Regions from separate parts of the Zea mays genome. Here region 2 is linked to region 1. Evidence: chromatin contacts called from public Hi-C data. All regions are on one chromosome and are shown on one strand. Each heading gives the region's core, a stretch centred on a gene start, on an enhancer-like site or on the middle of the called end of the contact. The rest is flanking DNA. Distances are from core to core; before and after follow the strand shown. Region 1 holds the start of LOC542096. Region 2 holds the start of LOC100193397.

The links. Hi-C and Micro-C count contacts between places; a contact is called where the count stands out from the background.
Region 2: a contact with region 1 is called in a Hi-C map of ear, with 5 times the contacts expected there. The contact joins the promoter of LOC100193397 here to the promoter of LOC542096 in region 1. A contact is called at or near these places in 14 of 25 Hi-C or Micro-C datasets (ear, endosperm, leaf and 4 more) and 1 of 3 datasets of contacts at active chromatin or transcription factors (leaf).

What each region holds. Positions count from the first base shown.
Region 1 is chr1:247,900,860-247,905,816 of Zm-B73-REFERENCE-NAM-5.0, reverse strand. LOC542096 reads left to right here and starts at 2,885. Exons shown (of 8, transcript NM_001111729.1): 1 at 2,885-3,093; 2 at 3,165-3,260; 3 at 4,555-4,610; 4 at 4,688-4,814; 5 at 4,947-4,957. The coding sequence starts at 2,902.
Region 2 is chr1:248,065,236-248,070,192 of Zm-B73-REFERENCE-NAM-5.0, reverse strand. It overlaps LOC100193397, which reads right to left and starts at 2,094. Exons shown (of 2, transcript NM_001138522.2): 1 at 1,856-2,094; 2 at 1-406. The coding sequence starts at 1,918.

The DNA.
Region 1 (4,957 bases), core at 1,636-4,135:
AGCGCTGGAGCCTGGCGGAAGGATAGCTGTCGGGGCTGTCGGGTCCTTGCTGACATCCTCTTGCTTTCGTAAGGGGGCTGAGAGCCGCCGTCGTCATAGAGCGTGCGGGGCGCCATCATTACTTGTTTAGCGGAGCGAGTCAGATGGGACGCCAGTCTTGTTCCCCGTAGCCTGAGTCAGCTTGGGGTAGGGTAATGATGGCGCCTCCTGTGATGTGGTCGGTCCGAGCCCTGGGTTGGGCGAGGTGGAGGCTCCTCCGAGGTCGAGGTCGAGTTTGTCTTCCAAGGCCGAGGTCGAATCCGAGTCCCTGGGTCGGGCGAGGCGGAGACCGTCGGCTGAGGCCATAGCTGAGTCCGAGCCCTGGGGTCGGGCGAAGCGGAGTTCGTCGTCCTCCGGGGCTGAGCCCGAGTCCGAGCCCTGGGGTCGGGCGAAGCGGAGTTCGTCGTCTTCAGGGGCTGAGCCCGAGTCCGAGCCCTGGGGTCGGGCGAAGCGGAGTTCGTCGTCTTCCGGGGCTGAGCCCGAGTCCGAGCCCTGGGGTCGGGCGAAGCGGAGTTCGTCGTCTTCCAGGGCTGAGCCCGAGTCCGAGCCCTGGGGTCGGACGAAGCGGAGTTCGTCGTCTTCCGGGGCTGAGCCCGAGTCCGAGCCCTGGGGTCGGGCGAAGCGGAGTTCGTCGTCTTCCGGGGCTGAGCCCGAGTCCGAGCCCTAGGGTCGGGCGAAGCGGAGTTTCCTATGGTGCCTGAAGCCGGACTTGGCCGCTGTCAGCCTCACTCTGTCGAGTGGCACAACAGTCGGAGCGGCGCAGGCGGCGCTGTCCTCTTGTCAGGCCGGTCAGTGGAGCGGCGAAGTGACTACGGTCACTTCGGCTCTGTCGACTGGAGGGCGCGCGTCAGGATAAAGGTGTCAGGCCACCTTTGCATTAAATGCCCCTGCGATTCGGTCGGTTGGCGTGGCGATTTGGCCAAGGTTGCTTTTTGGTGAAGACTGGGCCTCGGGCGAGCCGAAGGTGTGTCCGTTGCTAGAGGGGGTCCTCGGGCGAGACGTAAATCCTCCGGGGTCGGCTGCCCTTGCCCGAGGCTGGGCTCGGGCGAGGCGTGATCGCGTCCCTCGAATGGACCGATCCTTGACTTAATCGCACCCATCAGGCCTTTGCAGCTTTGTGCTGATGGGGGTTACCAGCTGAGATTTAGGAGTCTTGAGGGTACCCCTAATTATGGTCCCCGACAAACGGATTTGCCGAAGATGTTTCTTCCTGCAGGACCTTCGGCGACGAAGCATGGCCCCAACAACGTCCGAACGACACACAGACAAGCGCGACACGCCAGGACTATTAAATAGACGACATGTTTATACTAAACAATTATTAATGAAAGAATATTTAAGTTAATATTAACTATGTTGATATTTATTCATAAAAGCGCAAGTTGAAAACTACAAATTTGATTTAATTGGAACACTAATTTAATAATCGTTGGTCAAACAAACATTTAATAAATTATTTATATATGTGACAGCATGGAATAGCATTTTAACATGTAGAGAACTTTAATACGAATCTAACGTGACTTGAACGGAGCGAATCAGATTTATAACGCAAAAGATATCAAATATTTATATCAATCAAATTTCTGCGTGCAGTTAAACGAAATTATAGGGTCTGTTTTGTAAAAAGTCCTTCTTCCTCCTTCTACAACCACCATGGGCAAGGGGTGGAGGAGGGCTCGGCCGCACCAGGGGGCAGGGGCCGCGGGGGAGGGAGAGAGGGGAGAGAGAAGAGGGGTTAGGTTGCGAAAAAGGAGAAAAACGAAGAACCGTCATGAACGGTAACGGAGAAAGCTTACCGAAGGGGAAGAAGTTCGCCGGATTCAAGAAGAAAACTGTGGATTGACGATGAACTGGAGGTCCGATCAATGAATCGAAAGCATCAAGACGAAGCCATCGACGAGATGGACGCAGCGGTACTCTCGGATTTCGCCAACGACGCACGGATTGAAAGCAATTGCTCGTCAGAGTTGTTGCCGGAGTTGGAATCGTCCTGAACTTCGGCGAGCTATTCCGGAATTGTGATCTAATCAAGGGAAACGGTTTCGAGATTTGGAAAGGGCTCGGCGAGAGGGTTCCAGCCATAAATATATTGCTAGGGTGTGAAGATATTTTATTTTTTTGTAATAAATCAATTTTTTAAAATTAAAATAAATTCCCGAAAAGGCTGAAATCGTGTTTAATGTCCAAAAAATATCTCGAAGGCTCCAAAAAAATTAGAAAAAATCTTAGACATGATTTAGTAACACCCTGAATTTTGGGTTATAACAATTTCTTTGCTCTTTACTCAAAATTCAGCTTTACACGAGAACCAAATCGAATGTACTTCGGAGGCTAAGAGAAACGAAGCTTAGGGCCCTAAAAGGTGAATTTATGTAAGACAATGTTCACCTATTTATAGTAAAGTTTTACAGCTTTATATGAAATTACAAATATGCTCACAAAGTTTACATATATGATACATAAATGTTAAGATGTATCATTGTCTTTCTTCTTCCTATCTTACTGCGTAAGATTTGGACGTCTTCCCCTTCGTCGTTTTATGTACGCAGCCCTTTCTATGCTGAAGTTGTGTTGTAACTTCGCGGCTTGCACCTTCGTCGTACGGCTTTACGCATTCAACCGAAGCATCTTTGCGTGCTACTTCAGGCGAAGGCTATTTTCGTCCATCCTTTTTAAAATATTCGTATATTTTTGTTAGATTTAATATTGCCATTTTATATTTTAGATTTTTAATTATATACATAAACAGACCCAAAAACTATAAACATAGATAGCATAATAGCAAAGAGAAAATTTGGGTTGTAAATCGCCACTCCTCTTCCCACACAGTCATTGAGTTCGTCTGCGGTAAGGCATCCCATGTTCCTCCGCCGCCGTCTCCTCTCCACCGCTGCCGCTGCGACCGCCGCCCGCGGCCCACCGCCGATCCGCGTGTCCCTAACGGAGTCCGCGGGCCGCGGCGTCTTCGCTACCCGCCCAGTATCTTCTGGCGAGCTCCTCCACTCAGCGCAGCCCCTCGTCTCCCACCCCTCCCACTCTCTGCTCCACGAGGTGAGGTGACCGCTCCTCCTGCTCATTGCCCCTTCCAGTGAAACCAACCAACTGAGCTGTTCTGGGCTCAGGTTTGCTACAATTGCCTCAGAAGGAAGCCCGGGGAAGGGCGCGCTTCAAGCGGGGGTGACTACTTCTGCAGCGATGCTTGCAGGGACCACGCCAAGGTGATATACCTTTCTTCCCATTTCCTTAGCGATTCCTGCATATTTGTTTTACCTGTGCATATTCCATCTACAAAGGTCTTTCTAAATGTTACTCTCTAAATTATCTATCATTTGAAGAGTCATTTGCGTAAGAATTGTTTATCTTTCCACTCTTCAACTCCACTCTCCAACAGCTTTTCAACATCTTGATTGCGCTCTAGAGAGTCATTCTCGTTCTATCTTTGGTTAGCAAAAAATATGGAATAGAAGGTGACTATATTTGCATAACTGTTTAAAGAACCTGTTAGAGGTTTTTTTTACCAAAATCTCTATTCATAGCAATTAGGAAGGCTTCAGAGTCCCTTGGAGCAGCCATTAGTTGCCCTCTTCTCTTCACTGACTGTTAGTGGCGATTGAAATCTATCATGTCTACCAGGATTCAAAATTTCGGCAAAATTTCATGAATGTCAGTGGTGGCCGAAAGAAAAATCTGAAATTTTGTAATACACTAATACATGTTTTATCTCTACTATATTTAAGCTTGAGTTTTTCGTGTGTCGCCTCCTCTAGCGATGCTCGCTCGATATAAAGCACTTGGCTTCTAACAATGCGACTCATATCTGTTTGTGTTGTATAAAGGAGAGATATTGTAAATATATATATATATATATATATATATATATATATACTAATAATTTGAAAAATAAAATATATAATCGTGTTTGAATAAATATCTCATTTAAGCAAGGTCTACCTATACGATATATAAAAATTGTAGCAATGTACGGACAACTAACTAGTATAACTCTAGACTCGTGTTTTCTATTGGTTGTGTTGCTTATTCTTCTACTCAGTAGATGTGTAGTCATAAATCATGCTAAAATTTGTTCAGATCCACTTATTTTAGAAAAAGCCTACTTCATGTGCAGTCTCTAAAAAATCAGGAAAATTTTGGCCGAAAGATTTCACGAATTTCGTTAATTTTGAGGGTGATCGAATTTTTTAGTACCAAAATTGAAAACCCTTCTGTCTACACGTGTTCATGATTCAGTAGGTCTTATATAATAGTGTGCTCGAACTTCGAAGTTTGAATACTAGGTGATAGTACATGTTTCCAGTTATCTATTGCGTTTGTGGAAATGCAATGTGGATTCTACCTCATGGATCTTTGAATGTGACATGTTAATTTTCCTTCACATGTCAGAAACATTGAATAATGTTGCTTATTTGCCTGCCATAGAATAAAAGAAAGAAATAATATTCAGAATTTGAGTCTGGATTTTGCTAACGATACGCATGATTTCCACCAATCTAGGGGTTCCATGACATTGAAAAGAATGTAGATTGGTCTTTATTCGATTACCACTGCAGGTATGATAGTTTGCTGTTCATCTTTCTACAGATGTGTGCCTCTTGACTTCTTCATTTTGTGTTTGTTTGTTCTAAAGTTCACGTGATCTGAAGTACCCATACATGGCCAAGCGCCTTGCTTGCATGGTTATATCAGGAGCTGCTAATGCAGATTGCCTTAACATACTTCAGCCAGCTCTGTTGCACCAGGGGACGCTGATTGAGGTAGTGATTCCTCTCTTTCCAGGTCACCCTGAACTCACTTCTTGTATTATTGTTATTATTATGACACCATAATAATACATTAATGACAAAGTTATTTGGTTTGATGCTTATTGTAGCAATGTTATATTACAGATGAAAGAGGA
Region 2 (4,957 bases), core at 845-3,344, 170 kb before region 1:
GTGACTTCCATAGCTGGTGGAGTGGATCAAAGGCATACCAGGATATCTTCCCTTCACGGTCCCTTTTAAAGACATATACCCATTCTTCTGCCACTCCAATTTTCTTACGCAAGGAGTAAAAGTAATTCCCAGACAAAAGACGGTTCCATCTTTTGCAAACCATCCTGAGTTTGGGCTGTTCAAGTCGAGGAACTCGTATAAGGCAGGCAATAGCAAGATCATCAGGAAGGCCAGGTAAAAGTGGTGCTTGAGTCCTGCACCTTTCCTTTTTTGAGCCCCTTGACTTGCGCTTGTTTTGTTTGACTTCAGGTTGCATGCACATTTTCGCGCCAGGAACAAACTTCCTGGCCTCAACAACAGTTTTAAGGCCTGTATCTAATCTGCAGTAGCAGGAGACAGACTCCACCTGGCAGCCAATAATATAATGTTTAGAAGTTGTATTGGCAGACAAGAATGATACATAAATAATGGTAAATAAATAAATAAATAAATAAATAAAACACCAAAATATTATTAGGAACTTCAACTCTAGGCACAAACCAATCACATGAGCAATAAAACCTAAATGAAGCTTCAGGGATGCATAGCAGCATCGATAACTTTGTTTCTTTACATCTAGAATTTCTTTTTGTTCAAATTTTTCAAATAAATGTTACCATCAAGAATCAGCTCCCCAAGATGATTTGCAATTGTAGCATATTTCGATTGCAGAAAAAATTGTAAACTGTGTTACTTACAAATTACAGTTCCATAATGTATCAATTAGATTTGAGCATTAATGCATGTCATGCGAAATCATGAACAAGGGAATTACTTAACTTTGCCAAAAAAATATGTGTCAGTTTATCATGGATCAGATCTCCCAAATCAAGAATTTTAAATTCATGGAACTAACTTCAATATTAATACATGTAAGTTCATCAACATAGGACCTGAAAGGCTGAAACAATGTCCCCAACAGGGCTAGCTCAGTTCTGGAATTCTACACAACTGAAAGATTATGCAGTTGGACAGTTGGTTCGAAAAACATGGACCAATGTCCTAGGTAGGCTGAACGAGTGTGTAAGCAGTTTAAAGACAGCCATCAACTGAACTACTGTTGAACTTATTCATGAAATGGAACAGGAAAGGTTCATTATCTCTGGTTTTATCAGTTAGACCAAAATTGTTATAAAACCTCCTTCAAATGAACAGAACATAAGCAGATAATCTGTGGAATGTTCGAAAATTAATGAACATATCACAACACTCGAGCTGGAAATATGTGAAATGAAATCCCAGTTCGTCAATTAGGAGCAGACAATGGACCGCTGCAGCATGACGCAAGTTCATGCAATTTACGGTGACTGTACTTAAAAGATGAACAATCACAACTAGAGAAAACGAAACTTAAGCATGCGCACTATGCAAACCCCATATGGTAGTACTTCTGTACTTAACAGGGATCAGCAGCATCCACGTATTAGAACTACCATCGACGGAATCCGCTGTATAAATCAAAAGAAGACTATAGGAGATAAGACAGCTTCCCCGGTTCTTTCCTACAACTAGCAGCGATTCCCTCGTGGCCCTGAAGCGCAAAAACACCACAAAAAAACTAAGCGAACAAGAGCCCCAGCCCCAAGTAGGCAAGCACCCAGATCCAGACCGTCAACCGATACGGGATCGATCAAAGCCCTCAATCCGTACAACAAAATCCTCATCCCCGACCACAAAAGATCGAAGCTTCCAGCACAAAGCCGGCAGCTTTACTCCTAACACCCCGTATAACAAATCCGGCCTAAAAGACGCGTCTTTGAGCCACTAACAAGAAAAAAAGGGAACGGAGGCGGAGAGGAGCGGAGTGGAGCTTCACCAGCGGGGCGCGGACGCGGACCCCTGTTCCGTGGGGCGGAGGCGGCCTGGACGCGGCGTCCATCGCCGGATCGGGTGGGGGTCTCTCGCCTCAACAAAGGAGAGGCCAGCTGGTCGCCGGGAGAGGAAGGGGTAGAGGAGCAGGGAGGGGAGGGGAGGGACTGTTGTTGTTTTTTTTTTTTTTTGACAAAACCTCGGTCACGGTGGGATCATCAGCGAAAAAAGCGTGGACCAAAGGAGTAGACAGCTCTGTGGACGCGCGTAGTCAGTCAGGTCTCCTACACCAGTCACCCGTCGCGGCCCACGTCCACCTTTTCTTCGTAGCTGGTTTGACATTTGCGTGTCTGACTCAAGCCGTGTTCAACAATTCGGTTGCCTTTCCGTCTTTATGTATTATGCTTAGATTATTTAAAAATTATATTTTTCATGATTACTATCTCTAAAATTTTTAATATTAACATTATTTTCTATAGATTTTGTTAAACTTTCAATATATCACAAACCTACACTTACATTCCTTTTGTGAACACTGGAATGGACAAAAGAGATGGTTCGTTGGATATGTTCGTGTTGGTTCGAACGGTTGCAATCTTACATGTGGGCACAAGCGCTCGGAAGCACGTGAGACACAAAGCATAACAAAATAGATGGCTTAAGGTTCAAATGCTTTGGACGGGTATTTATAGCGTAATCAGGGTCCTGAGACATAAATTAGTGCGCTCATTTTCCTAGTTATCTGCTACATTCCTAGAGTATATTGTACAACAGGTAATTATAGTCCAGTGCTTCCTTATTCCCTGTTACACAACATATTACACCCTTCCTGGGAGCGACAGGAGGGGCAGTGCGGCCCACCCTATATCTGGGGTCGATTCTCCACGTAGCGAGCCTTTGCACAGGTAGTCTTCACTCTCATCTTGGTCAAAGGTTGCCGGTGTCGAGGGGTCGGTGTCCGCTATGACTCGACCCCACGAGGGGGTCGGCTACCTACGAGCCCTGTCCAACACCCACTCGGAGTATATGTGCCTTTGCTTGATGTTCAGGGGCCATCGGGGTAGACCAGCCCTCGTGTGCCTTTGGTAGTCATGTCGCCTTCTTCCGAAGGGGCCACTTCAATACATGTTTGTGACCAAGTTCTCCAGCTGTTAAGAGTGATCAAGGTCTAGATTGGCCCTCGTCCCAATAGTAGCCCCCGAGAGAGTGGCTCAACTTGATGAGCTGGTCCCAAAGTCCTTCTAAAAGAGGGAACGAATGCTGCCATAGATCACAAGTTGGGCTACACTTTGGGGCGGTGCATAAGTGACCATTGAAATTTGGTGACGTGATTGGTGTGACGTTTCACTGTGCGCTTTTCTGAGTTCTGATGCGGGCTTGGAATATAAAAATGTTGCACAATCATTTTTATGGTTTTCTTTTACGCTTTCCTCGTTTTCTTTGTGACCGTCGCCATCCACACCGATGTTGTTGGTCTTGTGCTTGTTCACGCGCTGCCGCTCGCCATAGGTGATGGCTCGTGTCAAACAGAATGCTTGTCGCTATCGTCGGTACGTGATGTCGCCTTCTTAATCGTCATCGCCTAGCAAGGCCACATCGACAAAATCGTCATCGACGAAGAACACGTTGAGCATGTCGCCATCGTCGCCAGCGGAATCTCGTGCTCACCTTATGGCGGGCGATGAGTCTATGGAGTTTGGGCGCTTAAGGATCTCCTCAGGGCATGTGAATGAGTTCCAGCAACTTGGGTACTTTGGATCGGGGACTGGGCGTGTCTTGAGGTCAGAGACAACTCTGGCTCCAAAGGGGGAGGTAGTAGTGTTCGATGTGTTTTTCGATGCGGGCCTTCGTCTGCCATGTCACTGTTTGGTGGTATAAGTCTTGGACCACTTCAAGGTACATCCGCATCATCTTACTCCTAATGCCATTGTGGCTTTGGCAAAGTTTGTGTGGGTGACAACGACGCACAGAGGCCAACCTTCGATTAAAGTCTTCGCAAAGCACTACAACACTGGCAAAAGAGGACCATGGGGGATAAAGTGACGTAGTTTGGCAGTGGTACATTCACATCGAAGACTAAACATACTTCAAGTGAAGCGGTGGAGCTTGTGTCGTCTGCCAAGAACAGGTGGGTGGTTGGATATACTTATGGTTTTATCTCTATAGGAAAATGTTTAAAGAATGTCGGCCAAGAACTGACGTTCTTACTCTAATAGGTTGATGTACTTAGGTTAAATACGTTGATTAACCCATGTAACTGTTCTGACGTACTTAAGCCTATAAATACATCGGTGCCAATGTTCTTAATATAAGTATGACAATTTAGAATTGCATGCATACTTATTGTATTAAGTATGTCGATGTTTGTGCAGCCGACATACTTTAAAATCGTCACTCGGCAGCCAGCACAAGCTTCCGTGACAAGCCACGTGGAAGTAAATACATAGGGGCACTTACATACTTCATACAATAAGTGTGTCGGGGCACTGACCGACATACTTATTGGCTTTTCCCATGGGTCTCCGGCTGTGCCACGTGTAAATAAGTATGTCGATCGGCCGACGTAATTAATCCATGTGGCTTTAACTCTGTCGATTTAACCGATGTTCTTGACTGGATTATGAAAAAAATATAAAACATGTTTTGGCTCCCTCCCTAGATAGAAAGCCTCTAGAACAGGTTTTATAGTTTTTCAAACCTGCATCATTACATACATACAATACTTCATACGACAACCATCACAAACATCATCACATATAATCTAAACAAAGTCTACATGTCCACAAGTCCAAACATCACATACACAAGTCCATAAGACACAAGTCCAGAAATCTAAACAACACATCCATAAGTCCAAACAACATTGGCCACTCACATATGAATCATATTTGTCGATACATCACACTTGAGGTGGATATTTGGGAGGCTCGTTGCTCGTGTTAAAGATCTGGTTGAGGAAGTTCGTAGCATCGTCCGTAGCTGGACACGAACCCTACAAAGAGATATAGTACATATGTTACCATCAATATTAAGCTTGAATTAATACATTTTCCTTAATTAAAGCTCAAAGTACTCAAAATAGACTTAGCTTATCACACTAGGTGATGGA